Regions from separate parts of the Mus musculus genome. Here regions 1 and 2 are each linked to region 3. A link is a contact called in public promoter capture Hi-C data. All regions are on one chromosome and are shown on one strand. The core of a region is the stretch at or near the end of the contact, and the rest is flanking DNA. Distances in the headings are between cores, read along the strand shown. Region 1 holds the start of Tecr (trans-2,3-enoyl-CoA reductase). Region 2 holds the start of Zfp330 (zinc finger protein 330). Region 3 holds the start of Otud4 (OTU domain containing 4).

Evidence for each region. Promoter capture Hi-C pulls out the DNA fragments that hold promoters and counts their contacts.
Region 1: a contact with region 3 is called in a promoter capture Hi-C map of cranial neural crest. The contact joins the promoter of Tecr here to the promoter of Otud4 in region 3.
Region 2: a contact with region 3 is called in a promoter capture Hi-C map of pre-B cells. The contact joins the promoter of Zfp330 here to the promoter of Otud4 in region 3. A contact is called at or near these places in 1 of 39 promoter capture datasets (pre-B cells) and 1 of 484 Hi-C or Micro-C datasets (CD4 T cells).

The regions. Positions count from the first base shown.
Region 1 is chr8:83,592,425-83,595,857 of GRCm38.p6, reverse strand. It overlaps Tecr (trans-2,3-enoyl-CoA reductase), which reads left to right and starts at 1,367. Exons shown (of 13, transcript NM_134118.5): 1 at 1,367-1,518. The coding sequence starts at 1,504. The region is part of intron 2 of D830024N08Rik (a long non-coding RNA gene); the gene reads right to left.
Region 2 is chr8:82,771,671-82,775,446 of GRCm38.p6, reverse strand. Zfp330 (zinc finger protein 330) reads left to right here and starts at 1,302. Exons shown (of 10, transcript NM_145600.2): 1 at 1,302-1,390; 2 at 2,436-2,567. The coding sequence starts at 2,448.
Region 3 is chr8:79,637,531-79,641,164 of GRCm38.p6, reverse strand. It overlaps Otud4 (OTU domain containing 4), which reads right to left and starts at 1,489. Exons shown (of 21, transcript NM_001256033.1): 1 at 1,101-1,489. The coding sequence starts at 1,259. It overlaps Gm51579, which reads left to right and starts at 1,260. Exons shown (of 1, transcript XM_030243905.1): 1 at 1,260-3,450. The coding sequence starts at 1,303. The coding sequence ends at 1,812.

The DNA of each region.
Region 1 (3,433 bases), core at 118-2,617, 4.0 Mb before region 3:
GCCTCAAAGTTTAATTTCTGTTTCTCTAACTCTAAAGAATGATGAATACTTTGAGATATATGTTAGCCATTTGTATTTCTTCTACTGAAAACGTCTGTTCTGATCCACAGCCCCTCCCCCCTTTTTCTGGCAAGAAAGTCTACAATTTTATTGGGCCTGTTATATAATATTATTAAACTAACCCTAAATGCCATGTCTGAACATTTATTCCTGCAGTATATACATATATATATTCAGGCTGCAGACTACAGCAAGCAGAATCTGGCTGCACTAGGCTTTTAACATTTTATATTTACTTATGAGAGTGTGTGTATATGTGTGCTTGCACATGTGCCATGGTGTCTCTGTTCCGGCCTTACATTATGTGGGTCCCTGGGATTGAATTGAGCCCATTAGGTAGGATACCAAATGCCTTCATTTGTAATGTCTTTTTTTTTTTAAGATTTATTTATTCTATATATATGAGTACACACTGTAGTTGTACAGATGGTTGTGAACCTTAATGTGATTGTTGGGAATTGAATTTAGGACCTCTACACCTCTGCTTGCTCTGGCCAACCCCACTTGCTCCGGTCCAAAGATTTATTTATTAAAATAAGTTCACTGTAGCTGTCTTCAAACGCACCAGAAGAGGGCATCAGATCTCATTATGGGTGGTTGTGAGCCACCATGTGGTTGTTGGGATTTGAACTCAGTACCTTTGGAAGAGTAGTTGGTGCTCTTACCCACTGAGCCATCTCACCAGCCCCTGTAATGTCGTCTTTCTCTGCACTGTTCTCTGATGTCCTGTATTTTTAGACTGGCAGCACCTGTCATTTTTTTCCTGTATATTTCAAGGGCTCAGTAGCTACATGTGGCCAGTAGTAACCAAACTGTACACGATAACGCAGGCAGAGACAAAGGTGGTTTTGCTTCTAGGGCCAGCTCAACTGACAGGAGCTGTTTTAGGAGGGGCACCTGTAGAATGCGGTGCAGGTTTTCTTTTCCTTTCTCCATTCGTGATATCTGGAGTCCTTTCAAGGGTCCTGGTGATGGATGATAATCTGAGGTCTCATCTCTTAGATGAGCTTCTCTACATCTACGAATTCACCCCAAGCCTGGCTCTCCGGGCCACGCAGCTCTTTGTTCTCGTTTTGCCGCATTGACCCCTCAGCCTGACGTCGCTGGATTTCCACCGCAACACTGCAATGGGCGGAGCCAGAGGGCGCGCGGCGCCCAGGCTTCCTTTTGATTGGTGGGTGGCCGGGTTTTAATCTTGCTTGCCAAAGTGGGGGGGAGGGGGTCCGCTGCGCTCCTTGGATCGAGAAATCTGATTGGTCAGTTGTGTGGCGCGAGCAGTGGGTGCACCCCACGCTGATTGGCAGGAGGGACGCACGCATAGAGGGGGGCGGAGCCGGAGTCCGGGAGTGCTGCTCCCCGAGTGTGTGTGGAGCTGGGTGGTGTTTGGTGCGGTACGGCGGCCACTCAGTTGCAGCAGAGCAGGTGCCATCCTGTGGAAGAACCATGAAGCACTACGAGGTAAGCAGCGCGGGGCCCTGGGCCATGATTACCGCAGACCGCAAGTGTCCTGCAGGGCCTCGGAACCTTTTTTTATGGTCTGACTCTCCGCCATGGCGCAGGCGCAGTGTAGTCTCATTGCGCATGTGCAGGGGGGTATTTATAAACCTGCCACCCAGGTTGTTTGGGGATGCCTTTTCTTAGGGTCTTGCAGGGCCTAGGAGAAGCTTGCAGCTTCCTTGCAGCATCCTTGATGGCCTGAGTGGCAGGTGTTCAGGAGGAGTGCGGTGCGGAGCACTTGGTTTTGGTACGAACGATTCTCTTGCACAATCCTTGCACGTTGTCAGCGCCTCGGGCTCAGGAGGGGCTCTGCAGCCAGCCTGCCTCTTCCGACCTTCGCACCCACCTCGCCAAGATGCCTGGGCGGCGAGGGAGTTGGTTCCAGGGTCACGCCAGCCCGTGACCGCCAGGGAAGAAATCTGAATGCGCAAGACCATTCTGGAAGCTCATGTCTTCTGACTGTATCTTGGGTCACCTTTCCTCTTAAAACCAAATCTTCTAATGCTCTTCTCGACCTGATGATACTAATTTCGTTGTTGCTGACTTTTAAGTAATCATCATAAAACAGTAACTCACTGCTCACATTCATAGTAAGAATACATTAGTCAGGGCTAACTACCGTATTACTGAGGTTTTGTTATGTCCTCAGACTCATAGTCCTCTGCGGAGGGATTTGTAGTTTGTTACTATGTAGGTGAAAGTCAGAGATGTCCAGTGAGTTGTTGGAAGGTCCCTGCTAGTAATTGCAGAACAGAAAGGAAATGCAGATTTCTTTTCAAAGGCATAGTTTCTAACCACTAGCAGTGCGGTTCCGGGTAAATGAAAGCTGCCAAGCTGAGAGTTGTGTGTATTTCTCCCCTCAGATCTTAAATTTGTGATGAATTTAGTCAACCTCAGCCTAGCCTTAGGTTAGGGTTTTTTTTGTTTTTTTTTTTTTTCCCCTTCCCTGCCTGCTCCCTCAGTTTGTAGTGCTAGGCTTAGAACTCAGGGCTTTTCTCCTGCTAGGCAAGTACTCTAAACTCTCTTTGATCTTGTAAAACTGAAGCTGTACAGCAGTGTACAGTATCTCCCCATTCCCTCCTCCCCCAGCCCCTGGCAACCACCACTTGTCTCTGGAAATTGGCATACTTCAGGAACCTCCAATACATAGGAAATAATCCTATTTTTTTTTATCACAAGTTGAATACTAATATTGCTATTCATCTTCTGTATCATGATTATTGTTGGTAGTTTTCCCAGGGCCTGTGAAATGAATCTTGAAATCCCCAGTCTTTTTTCTTTTTTTTTTTTTAACATGATGCCAGAGGACCAGAGATGGGAGTCTGCAATCCTTACGCCCCATCAACTCTGTGCTTTCAAAAGGAGGTTTGTTCCCTGGGGTGTTTTTCCTTTCCCACCCCCTCTCTTGCTCTGGGGGAAAAGCCATGTTCAGTTTGAGAAGTACAGGCGGATGATGGAGTTTGCAGCCAATCATTTTAATTTGCTAGTAGAAAATCAGGCCAGGTAGGCTTCTGAGACTTGGGGCGGGTGCTTTGTTTCAAGGAGTGTGAACACAGCCTGAGGCTCACAGTTTGGCCTGGAAAACTTGATCTGGTTTATTTCAGAGCCTGATTTCTCCCAGTGCCTCGATGGGCTGATGGTAGTTCCTCCGGCAGAGCAGTTGTATGCACAAGTGTGCACACACGCGGCTCGGAGGCTCTGGGTTCCACAGCAGCACAAAGGCAGGGAAGAACCAAACTGGGGAATAGGGGTGGAGCTCATTTGGTAGAGCACTTTCCTAACCTGGGTCGGATCCCTGGCCCTGAGGAAAACCCGGCAAGCAAGCTGGTACACGCCTGTAGTTCCAGGTCTTGGGACATGGAGGCAGAAGGATGCA
Region 2 (3,776 bases), core at 53-2,552, 3.1 Mb before region 3:
GGACTGTTTTATTAAGTAGAACTTGCAGAAAAAAAGACTGAAAAGGATGACTAAACAAGAGAATACAGAACAGAGCACAGGGTAGGAGCCTAGTAAGCCAAGACATTCATATTTCATTGACAAAACTGAGCTCTCTTCAGAGAAAGGCTTGAGGTGTGGTTATGAAAGCGAATTCCTGGAGTGCAGCAAAGATGATAACAGAAGGGGTTGGAAAAAAAGAGAGAGACCAAAACGAGTTGTCTTCCATTGGGATGTGAATGTGGTAAAGACAGAAGATGGCCTTGTTGGACATCAGTGGGAGGAGAGGCCCTTGGCCCTGAGGGTGTTTGATGTGTAGGAGAATGCAAGGGCTGGAAGCCAGGAGTGGGTGGGTGGATAGGGGAGCACCCTCAAAGAGGCAGAGGGAGGGGGATGGGATAGGGAGTTTTTGGAGGGGAGACCTGGAAAGGGAAAAACATTTGAAATGTAAATAAAAAAATATAAAAAAAAGTGGGTGGATATAACACAGCTCCACTCAAATATAGAAGGTGATAGGCAGTAAGTGATACTCACATGCAGTACTGGGAGTAATGTCAAGAACTTCCTCCCCAAAGGTAAGGTGGGAGTGAGAGTGGAACATTTACCTTCAGTGTTATTTAAAGCAAACAGTCTTGTAGGGAAGCATAGTTAGATCTCAGCCTCGGAGCAGAAGCAGAGAACGTGGGAGGATTTGCTCACAATGGAACAGAATGCACACAGCAGAGGCCAAGCAAGACACCTCCGAACTCAGTGTTGTGAGACATTAAAAAAAGCGGGGGTGGGTGGGTGGGGGGGAGGAGTGGAGGGCTCTGCAGTTTCCTGTGAGCACGCCTATAATCCTAGTGCTGAGAGACAGAGGTAATGGAGTCGTGGCTTCAAGGCCAGGGTTCCATTCATTATGTCTCAGAAAATAACAACAACAAAAATTAAAAATGTGCCATGTGAGGCTTGTCAGGCTCCCAGAAAGGAAAAGGATTTCAGAAGAGTCAGGCAAAAAATTGCTAGCAAAGTTCTTGTTCTCCTCTCAAAATTTTTTGTGGGCTCGTCTTTCTTTTCCTTTTGGACTTTTTAGCTCTCTGAGTTAAATAATAAAATCAGAATGACATAGCAGAGGCCTTGAGATGCGGCAGCTCTCTGCCCTCTACTTTCTTTGCAACGCTGGAGCCTCTTTCCATTGTAGCAAGTCCACTTCCGGGAAGGCGGGTCCTCCCCGAGGAGGGGGCGGAACATGCGGGATTCTTCCTGTTGACGTGTTCAACCTGGGCGCTCTGACATAGCAGGATATCCGGTCTCGCTCCCACCGTTGGAAACGGGCTGCTTCTGCCGTTCTAGCCCGCGGCTCGCCCTCTCCTCCGCGTCCTCGGCCACTGCGGTGAGTGGCGCGTCCCCGTGAGGCCGCGCGACGTGGGTGGGTCTGGAGAACGTGAGGGGCCCTCGGGCTGCTGGCGGGTCGCGAGCCGCGTGGCTCTTCCCGCGCCCCCGCCTCCTGGCCTCCCAGAGCCTGGAACCCAATGTCGCTCTGCTGTCACCAGGATCTAAGCTTGAACTCAAAGAAATCTCTCCTCGTTGGCACAAACAGATTCGAGGAAAAAAATAGGTCTGAGATGTCTTAGTGGGTACAGAATTCATCCACGGTCACCCGTGGCCACTCAGCCACATGCTCCAGACTTCCCTTTTAAACACTGAAGGAAGGCCCCGTGGCGTGGCCAGCATGATTAACCACTGATTAGCTCTGAAGACTGTCCTGTCCGAAAGGATTGGGGCACCAGAGTGAGAACACAGAAGCCTGGTTGTCTCTGTTGTAGTTTTTCTGTGTGCTGAAAACCAGCACTGTAAGGTTTGATGTCTGTGTGGGAAACAAACTCCAAAGCATCTGACTTGTCGAAACTGTTGCATCTAGGCACGAGGGACAGGCAGCGAAAGCCACTGTAGTACCTTAGTCTCTTAAGAGAAAATGGGTTTGTTTGCGGTCAGGCCTTGGGTTGCTGGTTATTTGTTTAGATACCATGTAGGTGACAGTGTACTGTATAATACTGTATGTCAACAGCATTAGGGCTGAGACTGTATAGCTCAAAATGGTTATTTCAACTTGGCACAAAACAAATATTTTTAGTCATTTCTTACTAATGGTGCATACATAGGTTTTTTTGAGTGAAGAGAATAATTAGGGTGAGAAAACAATTACTCTAGCTGTTTGGTTGAGGTCCTTGATGCTTATGCTGTGTGAGAGTTTGGAAGCCCAGAGGAGGGCCTTAGTTTAGGAGCCTGCAGCTGGAATAATGTGTGTGTAATGTTGCTAAAGGCTTCAGATGGGATGAGGTGCATTTAAAATTGAAAGACTGATTTAATATTTAAGGAAAGTATAGATGCTGTGTGACTGAACGCATCAATTATACCTTTCCTGTTTTCTTGTTTAGAAAGAAGGGAACATGCCGAAGAAAAAGACCGGTGCGAGGAAGAAGGCAGAGAACCGCCGAGAACGCGAGAAACAACTGCGAGCATCAAGAAGTACTGTCGACCTAGCCAAACACCCATGCAATGCTTCAATGGTGAGAGCTTTTTAAAGCAATGGCTGGTGGCTGAATGGAGGACTCTGTAGTACCATATATAGGTACCTAAAAAACATGATCAACTATGGTGTGCCCCTGTGAAGAACCTGTTAAAGGTGTCCTCAGTATTTTACTGAGTAACAATGATATTTTTATTGTTGTTAGAGTATGTATTATCAAGCCTGGCGTATCATGAATTACTGGTGACAATAGATGTTGAAGGCGAATGGGTGACAGGAACTGAGTGGGAGGCTCCAGCTTTTTTTATATATTCTTTAGCTCAGTTTTGATCATTTTCTCCTAGCCAGTCTCCATTCACTGAGTACCCTGATTTTTAGACATTTCCCATGTTCTTAACTAATTTGCTAGTCTTGAAAAAGTCAGATTGTTTTAAAATACTTCATTTTCATGACTTAATTTAGCAAATGTTTATCATTCAGGGGACCGAGTGTTCTGCCTGGGACTCTGGGTGCACCAATAATGGCAGATGATGGCAGATGGCGCACCTCCCTCTTTTGTATGTTTGTAGGATTCCCTAGTGTGTACTACTTTCTAGGACTCATTTGTTTATGAATGACAGAAACAATTTAACCTAGGGAAAAGCACCTCACTACCATAGTCCCTCCAAGTAGTGAGAAGAAGAAAGGAGCTAAGACTTGGGGACAGCTAGGCCTTGGGCCGCCCTCTGCTCTTGTTTCTTTGGCTCCTTCTGCCCCTGAGGATTGCCATGTTTTATTTGTGCAGCTTCTTGGTTTCTGGTCGAGTGCTTATATCGACCATATCTCCTATTGTGGAGGTCACAGACAAAGATTTCTCATAGGTTGGGCTCGTGCCGTTTTTTTGTCCCAGGACTGATTTATGATGTACAGGTCAGATGTCATGGTACAGATGTGACAGAGGGGATTGTGTTGTTGAATGTCAGGTTCTTTTGAGAAAAGAGGCGTGCTGGCAGACAAGACAGTGACTGGCGTGCGTACGTGCATGTCATGGAGTAGATCTTGGTATTTCAGTAAAGGGAAAGGAGCAGAGTTAGTGAGGCCTGCGGAGAAGAGGCCGGGACATGTTGGGGAAAGGCTGAGCAGTGGTGCCTTGGCTCCAGAGAGTGACAGACTGGAGAGCTTCGAACCCCGCTTAAATGGACATGCTGTGATCTTTAGTATTTCCTGTCCTTTATTCCTAGCACCCACACAATATTGGCAGATCGGATGG
Region 3 (3,634 bases), core at 240-2,739:
CACCCACACTGGAGCTTCCTACATTTCTGAAAATAAGAGATATCAAATGGTAGGATGGTTTGGGAAGCATCAAAGAATGTTTCAATGGACATACCTGTCATAAGTGCAAAGTGTTCCATATTTACATACTCTGAAAAATACATAGCCTGGTGATTCTAAAACAGAAATCTTAAAAGCTAGTTAGCTCACAAAAGGGGGCGGGCGGGAGGGGACAAAACCATAAAAACTCCAGATTAAGCCAAAGGAAAGCAAACTGTAAATGGTATGAAATACAAACTGGAGCAGTAATGTGAAACTTTTTTAATCCAACTACTTTAGCAGCTAGTCTTCAAATATAGGATGGGTTTTGGTGACCCCACACCTACATCTGATTACATAACATGGGGAAAAGGGCTCGCTCTCAAAAAAGAAAAGCCTTGAGTATTCTTCCCTGGAACTCGTCCCACTCCTGAGTTCTAACTCACTTCTCTTTGGTAAAATGTTCGATCTGTACTGGGAATAATTTTTGACCAATAAGGAAAACAAAACAAAAAACGGAAACAAAAAAAAAAACCCGACATGTGCCTATACTGAAAATCCATCCTATTACTTAAAGGCCTTTAGAAGAGTAAATTCTTGCCTGATTCCAACATAGTATAGTATGGGACCTACTCAAGATTAAGTCACTGGGAAGACCCTATACAGGAAGACTGCTTTCCTTAAACAGCAAAGTTGGCCGCCTGTTTCGAGTGACACCGGTGAGACCGACTACCCCGCATTCCAAAGTCCAGCAACAGGAAAAAAAAAATGTGAAGCAGTCACACTGAGTGCCGCACCTCCTCCAGTAAACATGAGGTTAACTAGTGGGAACACTCGGCTGCTAAAAACTGAGCGCAGGTGAACGCGGAACACAACTCAAAAACAGCATGTCGCTGGGTCCCTGGCGGTCAGGCTGCGAGCAGGCCGCCCGAGATGTCCTCACTCGGTCCCGTGCCGGCGTTACAATGGGCCGCTGTGACGACAGCGAGCCACGCGCAGCCCCGCCGTGGGCGGCCAGGCAGCTGCGGGCGGCATGTCGCACCCAGCCCCGCGCCCGCCCGGCTCCGGCCCGGGTCCTTTACCTGCTCGGCCACAGCCCGGAACAAGCACGACCCGTCCTTGGCGACCAATTTCCGATACAAGCCCAGTTTGCGCAGATAGGCGTCCATGGGCGTCTCATCCTCCAGCGGCCCCACGCCGCCCTGGTCCACGCCGTCGGGCGCGCCGACGGCTGCCTCCATGTTGCCGGTCCGCTGCAGCGTGCGCGGGGCGAACTAGCCCCACATGGCCGCGCCGCCGGCTGCTCGACGCCCGGGCCTGGGGCAGGCTGCGGCTCGGGCTCCGGCTCCGACGCGGACACGGCGAGCGGCGGCAGGAAGAGGCGGTGGCGGCAGCGGCCCGAGGCGGTGGCCGGCGCTCTCCCGGAGCATAGGTGAGCCCAGCCTAGTGCATGGCCATCCGCACGCGGCCGCCTCCGCGGAGGGACACGCGCCCGCGGGCAGCCCGGGGGTCGCCGCCCCCACAAGTTTCCGGGTCTCGACCGGTGTGAGGCGAGAAAAGCCCCGGCGGCGCGCCCGGCTGAGATTAAGCGAGGCCTGCGTCTCCCGCACGCACCCCACGCCGAGAACCGAGGAAACGCGGAGAGAAAGCCACGGCCGCTCGTCTCCCCACCTCGCCGGAGGGCGCCTGAGGGGCGGGGAGCGGGAAGGGGCGCCGGGCGGAGGGCAGCAACCTCGCAGCCTAGAATTTGTTTTCGCTTTCAGCCCTCGGCGCAGCGGACGACGGGAGTTGTAGTTTAAGCCGCGGCAGGAAGTCCTCGTGCAGAGGGCGGGGACGCCTGGGTCGGCCTACCCGGAGGGGAGGTGCCCCACGGGCTCGCGGACTACAAATCCCTACAATGCTAGCGGTGCCGAACCTAGAACTGCCTTCGCGCTTCCCAGGCCGCGTCCGCGAGCAGGCCCGAGGGTGTCTGTCGCTTACGCCGCTGACCTGCGCGCGCTGCCCCGCCCTCCCGGCGAGCCTCCCGCCCTGAGCGCCGTGGGGCGGCGGAAAGCGCGCGAGCGCAGCTTGCGTGCAGTTGCTAGGGGCTCAGTGGCGGTGCCGCCGGCCCTTTGTGTAGTTCCAGAGGACGCACCTGTCCGCACCCCACTCAGGGCCTCCCCTCCTAGCGTTTTCTTAGGGGTGGCTAAACGCTTAGAGCAGAAAACCGGGCACCTCACCCGAGGCCCTTGGAGCCGCCAGCCTAAGCCATTTTGACCCTCAATGAAGCGTTGACAGTTGATTGAAATTGGGACAGCTCACACTCTGACAAGATCTGGCTTTGCCAAGGGCATGCCTGCTCATTCTGTCACAGCAGCTGCGCTCTGCCACACAAAGAGCTGTCCCTGTTAGAAGAAATTACTTCTTTTTTTTTTTTTTTTTTTTTTTTTTAATTCGGTGATAACGCTACGGGGAATCCGACCTGAGCAGTCCAATTGGGTTTGCGAATCCGGAACTTAACCTCTTGGGACGTCAGAATTTTATTTTACTAGCATACAATAGCATCTCGTATCATTTAAATTTATTAGAACTTCGGTCTTGACGTTGTGTTGGAAAAAGAAAAGTGGTAAATTACCTTAGGTTTAAAGGTGTAGGCATTCTTGGGAATGGTGCCAAGACATGCCAGGTGGTAGGATTGCAACACGTTACTTAAAATGTAAGCTATTAATATTTAAATATTCCTATAAATGTGCTATTTTTAGAAAATATATCGCAAGCTAAATAATTTTTTTTTTAAAAATCCTTGACCCAAATTTAAAATGTTTACTTGTACAGGGGAAACACTTTGAGAAATCCAGGGTTTTGTTTTTTGTTTGACTTAGTTTAAGAGGCATACTCCATATACCCCAGTCAGGCTTTGAACTTGCCATATAGCCAAAGATGACCTGGAATTCCTGGCCATCTTGCCTCCTGCCACCCTCCCCAAATACTAAGATCACTGGTATGCCACCACATCCTGTTCTGTGTGGCACTGGGAATGAAACTCAGCTTCATGCATGCTAAACAAGCATTCTACCAGCTGTGCTTCCCCAGGTCCAAAATGAATTCAACCTTGTAGACCTATAGTTTCTTTTACTAATATCTAAACTTGTGCTTTAAATACATTTCCTAAAGTGAGTAGGTACTATATGATCAATTAACAGACTGTGTGTGCACAGAGAAGGCAATGCCTTCTGATACTGGTTTTGATATTCCTTCAATAAGAAATTATGGGACTAACTTCATATCCCATATGTATTTGTGGGGAATATGTATAAAGGTTAACATTACATTGCTCATAGCTTGATAATTTTTAAAACTTTCAAAATTTGTTCTTTGTGATTGAAATGTGCAAGATTGCATTGCATTAATTTTCTCATCCTTCAAATAAAATCTTTGCTCAATTTATATGCACTAAACGTGTGTGATAGTGTTTCCTGTATATTTTCCACCTTAAGGCATAGCCAGATTTTCATTACTTAAATGTACTTTCTTTTTTTAAAAAAGATTTTATTTATTATTATATCTAAGTTCACTGTAGCTGTCTTCAGACATACCAGAAGAAGGCATCATCAGATCTCATTACAGATGGTTGTGA